2 separate regions of the Gossypium hirsutum genome follow, and region 1 is linked to region 2. A link is a contact called in public Hi-C data. All regions are on one chromosome and are shown on one strand. The core of a region is the stretch at or near the end of the contact, and the rest is flanking DNA. Distances in the headings are between cores, read along the strand shown. Region 1 holds the start of LOC107952752 (protein PEP-RELATED DEVELOPMENT ARRESTED 1, chloroplastic). Region 2 overlaps LOC107952749 (a long non-coding RNA gene).

Region 1 (4,359 bases), core at 301-2,800, 150 kb after region 2:
TACTCACCCTAATTCTCAACATTTCATGTTTGTTAACATCACCCGCAATAAACTATTTTTTTTTTCGAAAAGAATTGCAACAAAAACCCCGCTTTCCCTCACATATAAGAAAATCAATAGCTCTTAAAATCCATTAATCTGCAGAAGTGTTTTTAGGTCGATGTTGTAGTCTCTTTTGTTCCTCTAACAATTGTTGTCTATCTATCAAAGAATTTAGCTAAATTGCTTCCAATAGAAATCCTAATTCTTTTCGAATAAGATTTCAAAATCGGTTTATTTCCCTTTCTATTGATTACGTTGACTCACTTTTATTATAGTTTATATTCTAATCCAAAACTCCATCATATTATATAAAATTTGTGTCTCCTAATTAATGAACAATATTCAACATATCATCCACCATATCATTTTACTTTTAAATCCATCAACAATGTGTCCTCTAATCCATTAAGAGTATATAGCCTTTATAAGAAGGATTCTATGATGTGTATAACAGATTTTATAACTTTTATGGTACAATTTTCATATACGTCTTCATACAAAAATAATAAACTTAATTTGCTATTACATCAAAATTTAATTGAAATATTTGGCTTGACGTGTTTCATAGAGAATTTTTTAATTCAATAATAGATATATAACTATATTTTTAATATAACATATATTACTATTGTATAAATTTTTTTTTACAAAAATTTAAATAAAAATAATTTCTTAAATTTAAATTATATGTGTATTTGGAAAATTATAAAGTAATTGGTAATTGTTTATAATTACCTACTTAATTATTTTAATTTTCAACCCTCCTCTAAGAATTGAAAAGTGTAATTAAAGTGTTCCAATTACAATCAATTCAATAAAGTCTACTAATTATAATATAATTACAAGTAATTACTACCAAATCTAATTATTAGGTGACTTTCTAAAGACTATCTAATCATCGAGGATAAATCTTCCTTGAATAGAAATAGATGCTACGATAGCATATGTTTTCTAGTCAATCAAACTACGAACTTTCTTGGAGGGGTCAAAAGTTTCAACCTCATCCATCATGGATACGTATCTACTCAGAGACTCCAAATTTCACGAAAAATTTATCCTCATGACACCTCCTAATCAAATTAGAATCTCTCCAAATTACCCACAAAATGATCATAACAACTCATAGAAAGTTGGTCTCAATTATCGCTAGGCAGTCTACGGTGCATGGAAAGATAAAGTACTTATGAGTAAGTTGTTCTAATATCCCATGGCACTAATTGTACTGCTTTTGTGCTTTACCTTTTGCCCTCGTAAACAAAAAAGAAAAAAGAGAGAGATCTTATAAAACAATGGCCCCTTTTTGTTTCTCCGCTTTCCAAACGGCTTTACATTCATATTTACTTTTCTATTAATTATATAAATATTAAGAACTCCATGAACTCGCCAACGCGGCCTTAGCTCAGCCGGTAGAGCGCATGGCTTTTAAGCATGTGGTCGTGGGTTCGATTCCCACAGACGGCGTTTTGCTTTCATATTTTTATTTTACCTTTTTTATAAGAACCTGAATTAGGATATGTATTATTTTATTTTTTGACCTCTGGTATTTCTCCAAAACCCAAACCCCTCCCCCTCACGATAGAAAATGTTGCAGAGCAGTGTCTTCTTCTCCTTCCCTAGTTGTTCCGCTCCAAATCTTCCTTCGCTCTTCTTCCCCACCTCAGTCCCCTTTAGCTTCTCTACCCCCCACTTCCATTGCCAAATAAAACAACCCAAAGTAACGAAGCAGCAATTCTTCTGCCGCGTGTCCTCCAGCTATGAAGTTGGTGCAGGCTATCCTGATGAAGAACTTGAACGAACTTATAAAACCCAGACCCAACAACTTCAAGACAGTCAGCACTTAGATTCTTCTCAGTATGATGCTTTACTCAAAGGAGGAGACCAAGTCATTTCTGTTCTTGAAGAAATTATTACCCTTGTAAGCTCTCTATTCTTCTTTCCTTACTACTATCCTTTTAAGAGGTTGTCTTTTGAAGGATGCTTGAATTTATTTGTGGTGGATACTGGTTTTAAGGGCATTAATACCCACAAGTTTCCACCACTAGTTGGCAGTTTTAATATGCTTATGAAAACCTTCTAAGACATGTCTACGGACCCCACAATTAAGCTGCAACAGTAGTTGAATTGTGACTTTGGACTTTAGCTGCCTGTTTTATGTACCAGGCAGTAGCTACCATCTCTGTGACTTATATTTGTATTGTTTGCATCCTATTATAAACCAATTTTTATTTTCAGATCAGGCTTTTCTGTGAATCATTCTTTAGAAAGTTGAATCCCTCTTCTTCAGTCTTCACAAAGACTGTGGTGATTAGCGAATTGCATTTTTGTCTTGACTATCTGATATGCATCGTTGGTTCAGTTGGAAGATATGAACATGGATGAGGCATCTGAGGAGGTAGCAGTTGAGTTAGCTGCACAAGGAGTAATTGGGAAAAGGGTTGACGAAATGGAATCAGGGTTCATGATGGCTCTAGATTACATGATCCAAGTTGCTGAAAAGGACCAAGATGATAAGGTAGTGCAACTTTATTTGTGCATTTGTCACGTTTTTTAAGGTTCAAGTGTAGAATATCTCTTTTGCAAAATAGATGTTGTAAGCATTTAGATGCAGTTGTTCAGGTTTCGAATTTGTTCACTGTTCAGTTGGATGCTCTATATAAATGAAGCTTTATTTACTTTTGACTTTGTTATAAATTAACCAGGCTCCAAGAGCAAGCTATATCACATGCCAAAATTGGTTCTTTCGAACTGTAAATATTTTTTCATGTCTTTTCATTGTGTATTTTAAGATGTAAGATGACTATAATGTTTATTGAAAATAAGAATTTCAGCATGAGTTTGTCAAACATGATTTGAAGAATAATTGAACTTGATGATCGCGTATTCCATGTACAGCTCTACTATCTGCCTGATCTTGTCTGTATCCAAGACCAATTAAAATATTGTGTTAGCGGTGTTGCCAGCTTATAATACTTGTCATTGTGGTTATTTGGCTCTTGTTACAGAGATTTATAGCATCAATTGAGACTAGCTGAAGGTGCCATCCCCCTTTTTTCTATTCCTTTTCCTTGATGTAGGACTTAGAAAGTAACAGCGGCTTAGGACTGCTTCTGGTAACCAACAGTGTTTCTTTATATGTTATCTGGGTTTTAGTTGTCAGTTTGACGTCTGACATGGTTTGAGATTGCTACCCCTCTTTTGCTAGTTGTCGGTCATTGTTTGATCTCTTTATCAGTTGATGCTTGTCTCTCATGTGAATAAATTCAAAATGGACTTTCTTTTTTAATACAGCGAAAGTCGCTGCTTGAGGTGATTAAGGAGACCGTGCTGGCACATCTCACAAAAAAATGTCCTCCGCATGTAAGGATGTTCCTTGAGGCCCAACCCCGCTGTATCTAATTCAACTTCAGCATAAAGTTAGTTATATAATAGCATGATCTCGATGCTAAGTTGTTTTCTCTTGCTTTTCCTTACTCCCAAGGTTCAAGTGATTGGACTTCTCTGTAGAACACCCCTGAAAGAAAGCAGACATGAGCTACTACGCCGAGTTGCTGCAGGTGGTGGTGCTTTCAAAAGTGAAAATGGCACCAAAGTTCATCTTCCTGGAGCAAATCTAAACGATATAGCAAACCAGGCTGATGATCTACTAGAGGTATTTATTCGAGAATCTTATAATGAATCATGCTTTTAGATGTTGTCTGATATTTATGAATTCTTCTAAGTTGATAGATGCTAGAGCATCGAGGAGATTTTTTGCATCCTCATTAAGCATTTTCTTGATATTTTATGGAGTGCATTTTAATTTTTAAATTATGCTGCTACTGTTGATTATTTGCCTAAGAGATGCTGATGCACCCAAATAGGCCAGCTTCTACAAATGGACTGCAATTGTTTATGCTTGTTTAGTATACAGTTAGATACTTTGAGATAGTATTATGTTCAAAAAGTAGCCATTCACAGTGCAACTTATTGGATCTACATGCAAATTTATGTTGTACGTAACTTCATACACGACTTGCCTCTTGAATTATATCCTTGATTATACATTATTTCAACAATGGCAACCGGAAATATCTTTGATTTCACTATTTATGAATTTAAATGTTTCAACCTCCATTGCAGTCATTGCTGCTTTTGATATGAAAATTTCCAAGTTTAGTTTAGTTTCAGTTTTCCTTTTTGGTAAATAATCCAACTTTTCCTAGGTGCCTGCCTTGGCATTGGGCTATTGCCTAGGCAAAGGAACACGTTAACTGTCGAGGGAATATTTCAAAAACTTTTGCTTGCTGAATTATATATTTCCCTGATTGTTATGAAAAA
Region 2 (4,189 bases), core at 971-3,470:
AAATAGAACACAAACTAATGGGTCTAAAATTCATTAGGTTTTTGGGATTTAGAATTTTAAGGATAAGAACAATTTTAGTAACATTTGCATATTCAAGATCATTACTTTCATTAAGAACCCCCAAACAATAGGAGAGAGCATCATTCTTGACAATATGTCAATATTTCTGGAAAAACATAGTTGGGAAACCATCAAATCCCAGTGCTTTTATAGGCCAAATTTATTTTAATGCTGTGTAAACATCTTCCTCCGTAAACTTTGCTAAAAGGAAAAGTTCTCCTCAAGAAAGATGTTAGTATTAATCTCTGATAAAATATACGACAGATCACCAATCCCATTCAAAGAAAACATATTTTGAAAATATTTCGTAGCAAACTCCCCAATTTCATCTTCTATGCTTACTACCTTTCCATCTTCTCGCTCCAAACTTCCAATAGCATTTTTTTTTCGAGTCAAAACGTACCTATGGAAAAAAAAAGTGTCTTTATCACCTAAACGAAGCCAATTAACTATTGCCCTTTTTTCCCAAAAAGCTTCGTCCTTATCAAGCTCAAAGTTCAGTTGGATCTTAACATCTATGAGTGCTGCCAAATTATTATCATCTCGACCCTCAGCCATTAGATCTTCCTTCTTTTTAGAATGGGTACACTTCAATTCATTGCGGTTCACCTTAATCCTTTTTTCCTATTTTATCAAACTTGTACTCAATTATTTTAATTTTTCGAAAATAGATCCTCTAGTCGAATCCCAAAGTCACTTAATTTCTCCTTCTAAAGACTCCCCCATCTTCCACCACACCTCAAATTCAAAATTAGTTGCTTATTTCTTCTTGTTTCACTAACAGTGCTTAGTAGGATCGGGCAATGATCTGAGAAAGAATTCGGTAAATGTTTAATTGTCGCATGAGGGAACATACTCAACCAATCGTCATTAGCAACCCCTCTATCCAACAGCTCCTTAATATTAGTCTCGGGTCGATTTCCTCGTTCCCAAGTGAACCAATTCCCCGAGTACTCTATATCCCTTAGTTGACAATCATCAAGAGCCTTTTGAAAAGCCTCTATTCTGTGTTCCTCTCTTGGTACCCCACCAACCTTCTCAAAAGAGTATAAAACTTCATTGAAATCTCCGCACACCAACCAAGGAATTTTTTTTTCATTCCCTAACCTTCTCAAGAGATTCCATGTTTCTTCTTTAAAACTCGCGTAAGGTGCACCATAGAAACCTGTAAAACGTTAAAGCTTATCATTATCATTTTCCTTAATAAGAACATCTATGTGGTTATTGGAATAACTCTTCAACTGCACATTAACGTCCTCCTTCCAAGCTAAGCACAGCCCACCCCTTGAACCATTCGCCTCCACTTCAATTCCATAATTAAAACCACATCGCCTTCCCACCTTCTCCATTCTATTTTCATCAAGTTTAGTTTCCATGAAAAAGAGCATTTGGGGATAATCAAACTTCACCATTTGTCGAAGTCTTTGTATTGCTCATGGACTCCCCAATTCATGAACATTCCAACATAAGATTTTCATTGTTCCTGGTCAGATTGCTGATTGGCAGTCATCGATCCCTATTGAAAAGAAGCAACAATCTGCTCCTACGAATCCGACTCTATTTTCAAAACACTGAAATTGTCAGGATTCTTTTTCATAATTTTTAGTTTTTTTATTATTACCCCAATTTGAATATTGCTTTCCTACCTCTTCAGGGTCTTGTATTCCCACTTTTTGCTATCCCGTGCCATTTTCTCCTTCTTGATACTTTCCTTTTGTAATTCTAGCGATACGTTTTCAACTGGCCTTTTTTGTTTTATGACAAGTTTCCACAATTGGAATAACGAGCCCAATCTGTGATTTTATCTTATTCCATTCCTGTTGTATATTAGTCTCAATTATCTCCTTAGAAAGCTCCTCTCTCACAGTATCCTCCATAATTTCAAGGAATAAAGGAGCCACCAAATCCCCTAAATTTTGGTGATAAACAGTAGTTTCCAGAATTGGAAGTTTCTCTTCTATAGCCATTCGCTTCACCACAAACGAAACCTCCGCTATCCTCTGATCAGAAAAATCAACATAAGCACACTGCTTCAGCAATCGTTTACTCCATATCTCATTTTACCGCAGCCAAAATAGAAAGTTGTAAGTTTTCATATTTGAAAGCCACCCAAACCTTTTCCTTTACTTCCGTTGAAATGAAAATACCTCTTCTCAGAGGTTTTTGTGCATCGATTTGTGCCTTCAGTCGAAAAACATCTCCTTTTATTTCCGATCTTATCACCCCCCTGAAAGTCGAACCAATGGCATGCATAAGATCCTTTTTATCACATTCTAGCGGACAAGGACCAATCTTAAGCCAAAAAAGAGACGAAACCAATGTAATCTGATTTTGGTTTACAGGTTTCGTTAGCCTATAAAAAATGATAAGTTGTCACTTAAAAAACCATGGTCTACCCTCCATAATCATATCCAAATCCTCTTCACTGACGAATAAAATCATGAAGAGATTTTTCCCCACCACTTGGATTTCAAATTTCTTTGTCTTTTTCCAGATACTTTTTATTTGTGCCCTGAAACTGTCAGGAGTATATGACTTTTTTTGTCCAAACAGAACATATTAACGACATATTTCCAATCAGGACCAACAACGAACTCTTCATTGATAGTTGTACGAGTTCTTCCTCTAGAAGGGAGATCTCGTCCTTCACCATACTTCCCTAAAAAATGTCACCACTCACCCTCAACCCAGCTACAGTATCTTACCTTTTCTCTGAATCACTAGAAAGAAAGCACTCTCGACTTTTATAAATGCTCAAAATTTATATCACATTGAAATAACATAAATTTTAAAAAAAAAAAAGAAACACAGATATTATTATAAAAAATTTTGACTGAATTGATGTCACGAATCAAGTAGATATTAATTCAATAAAAAAAATAAACACCTCATAAATTAATTATAAATAAATTAAAAACACTAGTATTATGTAAATTTTTATTACCTTATTATCAATAACAAGTTTTTAGGAAAATAAATTAGTGATGATAATTATTTTACAAAAAAATAACTATTGAATAAAAATTTAATATTATTTTTTATTTTCACTTACATGGTTAATGTACCATAAGACAAGTAGATAACAAACATGGTATAAAATCACATAAAATATAAAAAAATTAAATATTTTATTAAATATATTTTAGTTTTGACTTAAAAAGCTCTAAATATAACAACATTTATAATGAAATTCAAATAATTTTGTGGATCTCATAAAACATTTGGTTAAAATAGTTTGACATGTTTATAATATTTTTGAGTTGGTTATAATCTGTTTTGTGTATAATATTTTATAGAAAACATAATTTGTCATTTAATAATACGAAAGATCAGCATGACTACGACGCATATTAAACATCCCTAGTATTTAACATAATATGTTACTAATTCTGGCTACTTTTTACACAGATGACAGTCCATCAACCATCATAAGAGAATTAGACTACACAAGTGAAATGTGTCTAGGTTTCAGCCATCAAATAAAAAATAGAAAACAAAAAAAATATAAAGAAGTTGTTTATACAGTTCGATTTCTCTACGTTTGTGAGGCTTAGTTTAATGAGAAATACTTATTCTTTTCAACAATAACAACAGGTGATCATAATCTGTCACGCCCCCTAACAATTTTCTTCACCATTGTAACTTGAAAACTTAATACTCTTACCACTAAATACCCTTTGTGAATTTTAGCAAGTAAAACCATAACACAAAGTTTTACTATCAAAATGCACTCATACAATAAGGTTCCTTACAAGAATAGATTAAATACTTAATTCTCTAAATACATTCACCTATACAAGTCTCTCAATTATATAGACTTATTTCGAGATTTGCTTACATATGAGGATTTATCTCAATCCCACCAATACAACAATAATATAAGTTTAATACATTATAAAAATAACAATCAAAGTAATTACAATCCAATGTCCACAACTCAAAGGATTGACTTGGGTAACGCGATCCACTCCAATGTCCAATATATGATTCCCCAGTGATATGGTCCTCTATAATGTGCTAAAAATCCTCCATACAATCAACATAACCCATATAAATTGTTTGATAAATGACCAACACTTTAAATATGGAAATTGTCTCCATACAAATTTGGTTGCTAGGAAGTGGACAC

Evidence for each region. A called contact is a pair of places that touch in the nucleus more often than the background predicts.
Region 1: a Hi-C map of fibers shows a contact between it and region 2, with 3 times the contacts expected there. The contact joins the promoter of LOC107952752 here to the enhancer-like site in region 2. A contact is called at or near these places in 10 of 34 Hi-C or Micro-C datasets (callus, fibers, hypocotyl and 2 more).

Annotation. Positions count from the first base shown.
Region 1 is chrA07:50,447,436-50,451,794 of Gossypium_hirsutum_v2.1, forward strand. LOC107952752 (protein PEP-RELATED DEVELOPMENT ARRESTED 1, chloroplastic) reads left to right here and starts at 1,551. Exons shown (of 10, transcript XR_005930676.1): 1 at 1,551-1,957; 2 at 2,399-2,554; 3 at 3,331-3,399; 4 at 3,521-3,691. TRNAK-UUU (transfer RNA lysine (anticodon UUU)) reads left to right here and starts at 1,431; the gene lies at 1,431-1,503.
Region 2 is chrA07:50,301,186-50,305,374 of Gossypium_hirsutum_v2.1, forward strand. All of the region lies in intron 2 of LOC107952749 (a long non-coding RNA gene), which reads left to right. Among protein-coding and RNA genes, the nearest start is that of LOC107952749, 4.8 kb to the left of the region's middle. Within about 2 kb of position 2,221, at least 3 of the 9 cell types and tissues checked have an H3K27ac peak or open chromatin away from gene starts, as enhancers often do. A contact at or near this core is called in fibers, where this site is marked.